Linked DNA regions of Mus musculus: region 2 is linked to region 1. The links are chromatin contacts, called in public targeted proximity ligation maps. All regions are on one chromosome and are shown on one strand. The core of a region is the stretch at or near the end of the contact, and the rest is flanking DNA. Distances in the headings are between cores, read along the strand shown.

Region 1 (4,435 bases), core at 635-3,134:
CTTTGTTCTTTCTGGTCCTCACCCCTGCCAGTCACATGCCTGCCTACGCACCTTTGGAAAATGTCGTTTCCTCTCCCTACAATGTTCTTCCAGGACCCTGCCCGTTTCCGCTTACATTCCCTTACTATTGGCTAAAATACAGATCTTCAGCCATGATCAGAGTTATATCCCTATCCCCAAATCCATGCACCACAGGAATCCATATCACCCCACCCCCATGTTCCCCGGAGAGCAGAGATGTTGCAATCCCTGGTCCAGCATTTGGAAAACACTGCCTAAACAGCTGTCACTTCTCCTTGTCCCAGAAACTTATAAAGGCAAGCCGAGACTCCTCCCCTTGCTGACCTCCCCAGCTCTGGAGAGGAGCCCACACAGCTGCCTGGGAAAGGCCAGGCCGCCCACGGCGAAGGCACTGAAGGTGAAAATACAAGACACATAGAGATGGGACTTGTGCCATTCCCCTCTGCCACCCAGGCTTCCACAGCTGGCTTGGAGAAGCCAGTGGGCCTGTCTATAGATAGATAGATGCCTCTGGGATCAAGGAAGCCTGAGAGTCCAGCTGGGGTAGGGCTGTGCTGGGAAGTCAGAAGGAAAAAAAGCAATATTTATTTATGTGTCTATTTGAGAAGAACTCATTGAACCCTACTTTGGGATAATCATGTTTAATGCTGGAGATGCAGCTGTGAGCATGACACCCCATGGGTCTTCCTCTATGGGCTATGATTCACAGGGCTCATATCTGGCTGGGGGCAATCCTAACTCTTCAACAATAAGCCTACTCAGTCCTCCCAGGTCTCTAGGTAAGGAGTGTTAAAGTCAATCTTGCTGCATAAGTAACAAAATTGGGGCACACAAGAGGTTACGCCAACTAGACCAAGATTGCAACAAGAATCCAACACACACTATCTGGCTCCAGAGTCCTTTCACTGCGCCTCCCATGATGCCGTGCTCTGCATTGCCCCATACTGTAATGCACGAAGGCACCATCAGGACAGAAGAGAGGCCTGATAGCCAAGTCTCTCTACCGGAGCACACCAGGTCCAGTAGGATGCGCTTCCTCTGTTGCCTTTCCGTGAAGACAGAAGCAGTGAAGCTAATCAAAGCATATGACGCTATGTATCGGGCCAAACCTAAAGCTACTTTTCTTTCCCAACTGTCGCCTGAATAAAGCAAGACTGGATGTGGGGAGATGAGGGAAAAGCTGACTTGAAAATAAAAGCCACTAGACCAAGGAAAGGGGAACGGCCTTGATTCCTGGTTGTGTAAACAACCAAGCACTGCAAATAACATGAAGTCAGCCAACTGCTTGAGCCTCAGGGATCTGGGGTTAGAATGTCTCGCCTTGGCACCTTCCCATTACACTATTTGAGAGAAAGGTGAGTCAGAAGCCCTGAATCCCTTCCAGGGCAGATTCACCTCTCCACTCTACCTGAAGAGGCTAGAAGAGTCTGCCCCTTGTGGTATGTCCCCTGTTCACCACTAGGGGACAGCACGTGCCGCACAGCCCCCGCACCTGCCTCCTTTCACCATCTCCAGGGCCCCTACCACAGCTGATAAAAAACTGTGATCTGTGTGACAAAGGCCACCTTTGTTTCCACAAACCTGACTGGCAGGTTTCCACACACTCTCTGGTCAACCAGGAAGTACTCCAATCCTCAGAGCAGCCCGGGGATTGTGGCGTGTGGGGGCGTCTAGAGAGAGAGATAGGGGAAGCCTGTTTGTGGAACCCTTGAACACTCAGCAAGACTTTGGGATCAACCTGTGGGGTCAACCTTCCTCTGTGTGTCAGGAAGGGGGCAACCTGGTCCCTGGTCTGTGGGCAGCACTGGGGCTCAGCGGAGGGCAGGGCTGTGTGCTTTACTAAATACCAACAGCAAACAATGAGAAGAAATGGAAAGTGACTGCCCACATCTGTACACTGCCTGCTTTGCCTCTGGCAGCTCTGGCCAGATCCTCTGTGTTCTGTGATCAAATCTGCCTGCCTTTAACCTCAGCTGTAAACAAGGTCCGATAAATGTCTGCTCCCTTGGGGTCCCTGTGAGGCTGTAGGATCTAGGTCAAGTAGTTGATAAACAGCTGAGCCTTGTGCAAATTTGGGCAACTGTTTACACTTTTATTTTTCCAATTGTCGAAGGGCTTGATTTCTGCCACTTCCTGCTTTAATAATCCAGTTTTCTCACAATCTTGACCACAGGGTATCAGGTATAAAAGGCAGAGTCGAAAGCCTGGCAGAGTTGAAAGCCTAGCAGTACTGGGGACTGTGAGCAGGCAGCACCTGCCTGCCCTTCCCCCATGGTTCCTGGTTAAAATGAAAATCCCAGAAAACCTGTCCTCTGCCCTAGGGCCTCAGCTATCTGAGCCCAAACCCCTCCTTCTGTGAAGCAGCGGTCCAATAGCAAGCCTCCTTCTCCCATCTTCCAGGCAACCAAGCCAAAGCCCTTTGACCTAATCACGCACTGGCCAATCGGAAGACAGCCCTTCCCCCATCCTCTTGGGCTGTTCCCAGTTATGGAGGATCCAAGTTTTTATTTCCATTGATAAAGTAAAACTGAGAGGAACTGACACAGTAAAGAGAGGAGGCCTGAACAGGCCGTTTGTGTGTGTGTGTGTGTGTGTGTGTGTGTGTGTGTGTGTGTGTGTGTGTGTGTGTGTGAGAGAGAGAGAGAGAGAGAGAGAGAGATCCTTGCAGACCTCATGCGGAGAAGGCTAGTGTTTTCTGAGTTATTCACCAACCCAGGAAGCCTCATGAAGGACAATGGCCTTGTCTCTAAGGCAACCAGCAACCATGCCTAACTGGAGGTACCGAAGCCTGGACTCTGAGGGGGAGAGGGGTGACTGCTGCCCTGCACCGACCTTCCCACCCCTTTTAAGAACCTCCTGCTTGTGTCTGAATAATTTGCTGTATCTTTTGTCCCCTGCCAATACTTTCTCTTCATCCCACATTGCCTGCCATCCTTGATCTTCCTTTTTTTTTTTCCCCTTTCCTGTGGGAAAGTTGCTTGAAGAGGTCATGGGCAGAGGGGATGGGGACGGGGCTGTGTAATGACAGAAGGTTGATGGCAGTTCCAGACAAAGAGGATAACACATGCTCATTAGTGGCCAAGAAAAGCTACAAGGGAAGATGGCAATGGGAATGCAGGAGGTGGAAAAAAGGTGAGAAGAAAGGGCTGGAAGACAGAGAGAGGTGGGAGGGACCCCTTTCAGAAAAACAGTGCAAAAGCAACTCATTTCTATACCCCTTTTGAATTGTGCTGCCTGGACTGCACTCACTTCTCCAGCTTGGCAGGGGAACAAACAAAAGAAACGAAGCCTGTTGAGTTCCTCACACTCGTTGTAGTTCAAGGTGATCTCGGGGCATCTGTCTTCATGATGGCATGGGGTCACTGGGGCATTTGTCAAGGGGACAAAAATGATGTGTAAGTTGGATTGGCTCAGCTTAGCCTTGAGTTCACTAACACAAGGGTATAGTCATTAGATCGTCGTCATCATCATCATCATCACCATCGGCAGCTAATACCCATTGGACTCTGTGCAGTCTCTGAACTGAAGGCTTCATTTAACCCACGTGACAACCCTAGCACTGAAGTCCTATTATAATGTCGCTCAACAGCTAAGAACACTGAAGACAGAGGAAACAAAACTTATTCCAAGTGGCACAGCAAAGAACTGGGTTCAAGCTCAAGAGTCAGGGAGTCCCCTACGTACACTGAGCCTCCTCTTATGGGCTGGCAATCACCCTGGAAATCTGCTAGAGCACCCAGCACTCTGCTGCAACCCCGTGTAGAGAAGCAGAGTAGCAGCGGGATCCAGGCGCCTCTTCCCCGCTGTCCTGCGCTTCCCCACGGAGGAAGTCATGAGCATCCCATGCCTCTGGCCGGCATGACAAGCTGCCTTCACCTTCACTGAGGCTTTAGCCAAAACAAGGACAGAACAGTGCACAAAGGCTTGTGTTCCAGCTTCTCTCCACTAAGGGAAGATATCTCTCAAGCAAAGTGCCCATGCTTAAAATGCATCAGCAAAAGAAATGGGCGGACATGGGCAAGCCCAACGGGGGCTTGTCAAGGAATGACCTCTATCCATGGAGGGTTTCACAGTGATTCCATGAGCAGGTTCTGTAAATTTGGGACTATCATTTGACATACAAGGAAGGACACTGACCCTTGCAAAGATCCTGGGGCTCACACAAATGAGAGGCAAGGAAGAGAGGCTGTTCCAGCCCAGTCCTCTTCAGTTCAACTGTGTATCTTTCATTTCCTGTCCCTATGCTAAGACTCTGTTTGGAGACTCAGCTGAGTGTCTATAGTATTGCCTTAGGGCAGCCTGGATTTTCAGTCTAGGGACTCATTCCAGCTCTAAAGCCTTTTCAACCATCTGGGACACAGCAGCAGGGCCAGGCCTCTGGAGAGAAAGGGAAGGCTGCTGGGTGTGATGGAAA
Region 2 (4,435 bases), core at 1,025-3,524, 210 kb after region 1:
CATACCCAAAAAGATGCCCCATCTTGCCACAGGAGCATGTGCTCCACGATGTCTATTTCTTCCCAGGAGCCCTTTACAACGTCTGAGAGAGGAGAATCAGTCTTCTCCAGGGATGAGTCCTTTAATTTGTTATTCAATACCAAGTTGCAAGCTCTAAAAGCGTAGAGTATGAGCAACAGTAAATAGACTCAGCAGTTTGCATTTATATATTTATGTATGTAACGAGAGAGAGTGAGGTGAGGCAGGGAGAACCTGGAGGATTTGGAGTAAGGAAGGACTAAGTGATGTAAATACAGAATTCATATATAATCAAAATGTTTTTTTAAAAAAAATGTCTTTATTTTGTGCATGTGAGTTCACTGGTTCTCTCTTCAGACACACCAGAAGAGGGATCCCATTACAGATGGTTGTGAGTCACCATGTGGTTGCTGGGAATTAAATTCTGGACATCTGGAAGAGAAGTCAGTACTCTTAATCACTGAAGCATCTCTCCAGCCCCGCAAAATGATTTTTAGTATATATAATTAAAAATAGTTTTTCATACAGTATATTCTGATTATGATTTTCCCTCCCCCAGTTCCTCCCAGATCACTACCTCCTCAACTCCTGATCTATCCATTTCTCTACCTCTATACCTCTCTACATACCCACCCACTCAAATCTCCCTCTCTCTCTCTCTCTCTCCCTCCCTCCTTCCCTCCCTCTCTCCTTCTCTTCTCTCTCTCTCTAACAAAATAAATAAATATTCCAGAATAATAACAAAAGAAAAACACACGCACACAAACACACACATGTACTCACCACATGAACTCACGCACACACATGCAAACACATGCATGCAGATACACACACGCACAAAATAAAACCTATAAGAACACCAAAATTGAAACCATAATATACAAGTAAATGAAAAGACAAACTAACGTAACACAAACAAACAAACGAACGAACTATACGTTTTCTACAGTTACAAAGTTGACTGAAGCTAACATATTAATATTTATCTGGTTTCTGTGGTGGCTTAGTAAAAATGGCCCTCATTGGCCCATAGGAAGTGGCACTAGTAGGAGGTGTAGCCATTTGGAGGAAATGTGTCTCTCGGGGTGGGCTTTGAGGTTTCAAAAGCTGGGTAACACAATTGTGGGGCACAGCAACTAGCATCCTAGTTTAGAAGCTATTCTAAGCTATTCCCAGCAGATCTGCCACCTAAACCGGGGCTTCTGCTACCTACGTTGTGTCCTCCATCATCTCTCCTGTCCAAAAGGAAGTCTTCTTTTTCCTGCCTCCCTCTTCCTCTCCCCAACCCGTAAGTCCTGCCTACTCCTCACTCAGTGATTGACGGTCCCCTGAAATCTTTATTCATTAGGGGGAGGTTTTGTCACAGGGGTCCCCAGATAGTGGGCCCTGCAATGAAATTATGTCTTCCTATCTCATAGTTTATACAACCAACAGGGGGATCTTCAGTCTGTCTGTGCTAAAATCCCCTTTGCTATCAAGAGTGTTACTGGGGCTACAAGGATGTGTCAGTGGTTAGGAGTACTGTCTGCTCTTCCAGAAGACCCAAATTCAGTTCGCAGCATTCACACAGCATTTCATAACCATCCGTAACTTCAATTAGAGAGATCCAACACCTCTTGTGGCTTCCTCAGGTGCCAGCCCCTCACGTGGCTCACCAAAATACACAAGGTGCTCATGTGTTTTTATATAACATGCATACACATAAAATAAAATGTCTGTCAAAAGAGTGTTACTGCTGACTGCTTGTTCAGCATCACTATGAGATGATTGAAGCACACACAGGCATGGGACACAAGTTCGGAGGAAACTTTTAGCTGCTGTATATATGAGGTTGCCTGCTCTGTATGTGTATAGATAAGGAACTCTAATTTTTACAGAGCTAATTTCATCCAAGTCTTCCATCTTGCTAGTGCAGCAGGCAGTTAGAAAGTGGGGGGAGCGGTGAGAAAATTTATATTTTGTAGACAATTACATATCCTTTCTAGACATAGTCTGTTGATTTCCTATGAGCCGAAAAAAAAAATAATGCAAGCAAAACTGAGAGGGCACACACAATCTGTGTCTCAAATTTGCATTGTCATTTTTCTGTGAAACACATTTGTGGGGATACTACTGACTCTCAAAGTAGCCAGCATTCTGTTTTCCCATTTTCTAGGAAAAAAAAAAAAGCAAGGTCCACAGTACATCCTAAGTCTAAAGATTTCTGTAAAACATTTACCAAAATCACTACAAATACTGGCATTTTAAGGAAGAGGCACTGCTTGTTCTTTGTTCTGAGGAAGCTCTCTGTGTGGATACGGAGTTATAGGTAAGGGCTTACCACAGAAGAACGCTGATTCCCTGTTCTTTCCCTCATACTAGGTGGGAAAAGTCAAACATTGTTGGTCTTAGATAAGAAGCAATGAGCTTTTTGCGGGTGACTATACAATGCACAGGGGGAGTTTAATCAACTCAAGAAGTATATATACCTACTAATGTGCACCATGGAAAAATCTTTTTTTTTTCATTTTGAGATTATAGTTTGTTTACAAGATTTCTCACTTTCTTCCCTCTAAAGCTGCCCTATACTCCTCTATGCTTTTTCAAATTCATAGCCTCTTCTTAAACTAATTGATATTGTCTGTATCTATTTATATACAGACATATTTCTAAATATAACCTGTTCCATCTGTAAAATGCTACCTATATTTATGTTTTTAGGCCTGACTCTTTTGACACTGAACAACCTCAGTGTTTCCTCTCAGAGAAAGCCAAACTCTCTCCTTCCTAGCTGTCCTCCATTGCCTGTAATTCTCTGTGCAATTTTGAGGCCTTGTGGGCTTTTCTCCCTCCAGTCTTGTGTGTTTGTTGATGTCAAAATTTTTGAAAGAACTATGGCAAGTTTCCATTTCAAACAGATAAGTGCTATGGAGAGAATGTGAAAGCTGGCTAGTACATTTGGTTAGCAATATTTGCAAAGAAACTTGCTATTCTAGCTAACATTTATTTATTCAGCACCTGTGGTACAGGGATGCTGGGCAGATGATAAATTCTTTAGCTTGCTAGCAGATAGTTCTTTCATTAGATAAATACTTAACAGGGGAGTAAAGTGCTTCATACATGTCTGAGATAGAATATGCTGAGAAATATGAAGACGGATATAAAGTGGTTTCACTGTTAACTGAAATGATCTTTAAGAAAGGTAACTTAGAGATTTGATCTGTACTGCTCACATGATGGAGTATTCTAAAATATTGATTCCATTTTAACTCATCTTTCTATATTCTTCCATATTCTTATGCATATTTCATATTAGATGTGCATAAAATCATAGTTATCAATTTCAGTCAAAGTCTGTGTACTACTTCATTTTATATGTTTTATCCTTTTAATTTAGTACTTTTCTACTTGTACATATGCATCATGGTACGTATGCATTTTGTGTTAATAGTTCCTTAGATCACTAACAGATTGTGAGCTTATACTTAGATAATGTCATCATAGTTTAGACACAATCATAATGTTTCCATAACAACTGTTTTTTAGATTCACTTTCTCTGAATTGTTTTCCCTGGATATATTTTCAATAATGTGAAAACTCAATGTGACGATCCTAAAAACCACAATGGACTTTGTCTATGACAATGCTAAGACTTCCCATTCATTCAGTCTCTTTGGGTTTCAATTTGCACCATTAACTGGACATTGTGCTTTTGTAGTTGTTGCCATTGCCATTGCTCATTTAGTGTGTGTGTGTGTGTGTGTGTGTGTGTGTGTGTGTGTGTGTGTGTGTGTTTACATTTGTCAAGCACTCTTATGTTATTCAATTTGCAGGCATTATAGCAGTGTATATGATTTTGTATCAAAATTTACTTCAAGTTTTGTGACAGAATCTCAAAAAGTGCTTCTAAAGAAAAAGTCGGACTGCCTATAGGAATATAAGATTCCCACTATTTTGATATTCTCCTAGCCGGGCATGGTGGCGCACACCTTTAATCCCAGCACTCGGGAGGCAGAGGCAGGCAGATTTCTGAGTTCGAAGCCAGCCTGGTCTACAAAGTGAGTTCCAGGACAGCCAGGGCTATACAGAGAAACCTTGTCTCGAAAAACGAAAAAAGAAAAAAAAAAAGATATTCTTGAGGACATTAGAGTAAATATCAGGAAACATTTTGTTTCTCATACTGAGAGAAAAAAATGTTGCTATTGTCATCTATTAGAGACACAGAATCTTCTATATGGTCAGTGGTATGCAAGATTGACTCTAAAAACCAAATAATTGTCTTAGACAAAATGTAAGGGAATTCAACTGTGTATCTCTGCTCTAGACTTACCAAGAAATAGAAAGAAAAGGCACATATTAACAATACCAGGAAGGAGGTAGGGAATACTACACAGAGAATACAGACAACAGGGGAATGATAAGAAAATAGCTTTAAAA

What was found.
Region 2: a contact with region 1 is called in a targeted proximity ligation map of kidney, with 2.1 times the contacts expected there. A contact is called at or near these places in 1 of 39 promoter capture datasets (embryonic stem cells), 2 of 130 datasets of targeted methods (bone marrow-derived macrophages and kidney) and 3 of 9 other capture datasets (adipose tissue, embryonic stem cells and liver).

What each region holds. Positions count from the first base shown.
Region 1 is chr19:12,486,772-12,491,206 of GRCm38.p6, forward strand. All of the region lies in intron 2 of Dtx4 (deltex 4, E3 ubiquitin ligase), which reads right to left. Among named protein-coding and RNA genes, the nearest start is that of Dtx4, 13 kb to the right of the region's middle.
Region 2 is chr19:12,693,516-12,697,950 of GRCm38.p6, forward strand. Keg1 (kidney expressed gene 1) reads left to right here and starts at 2,275. Exons shown (of 6, transcript NM_029550.4): 1 at 2,275-2,326.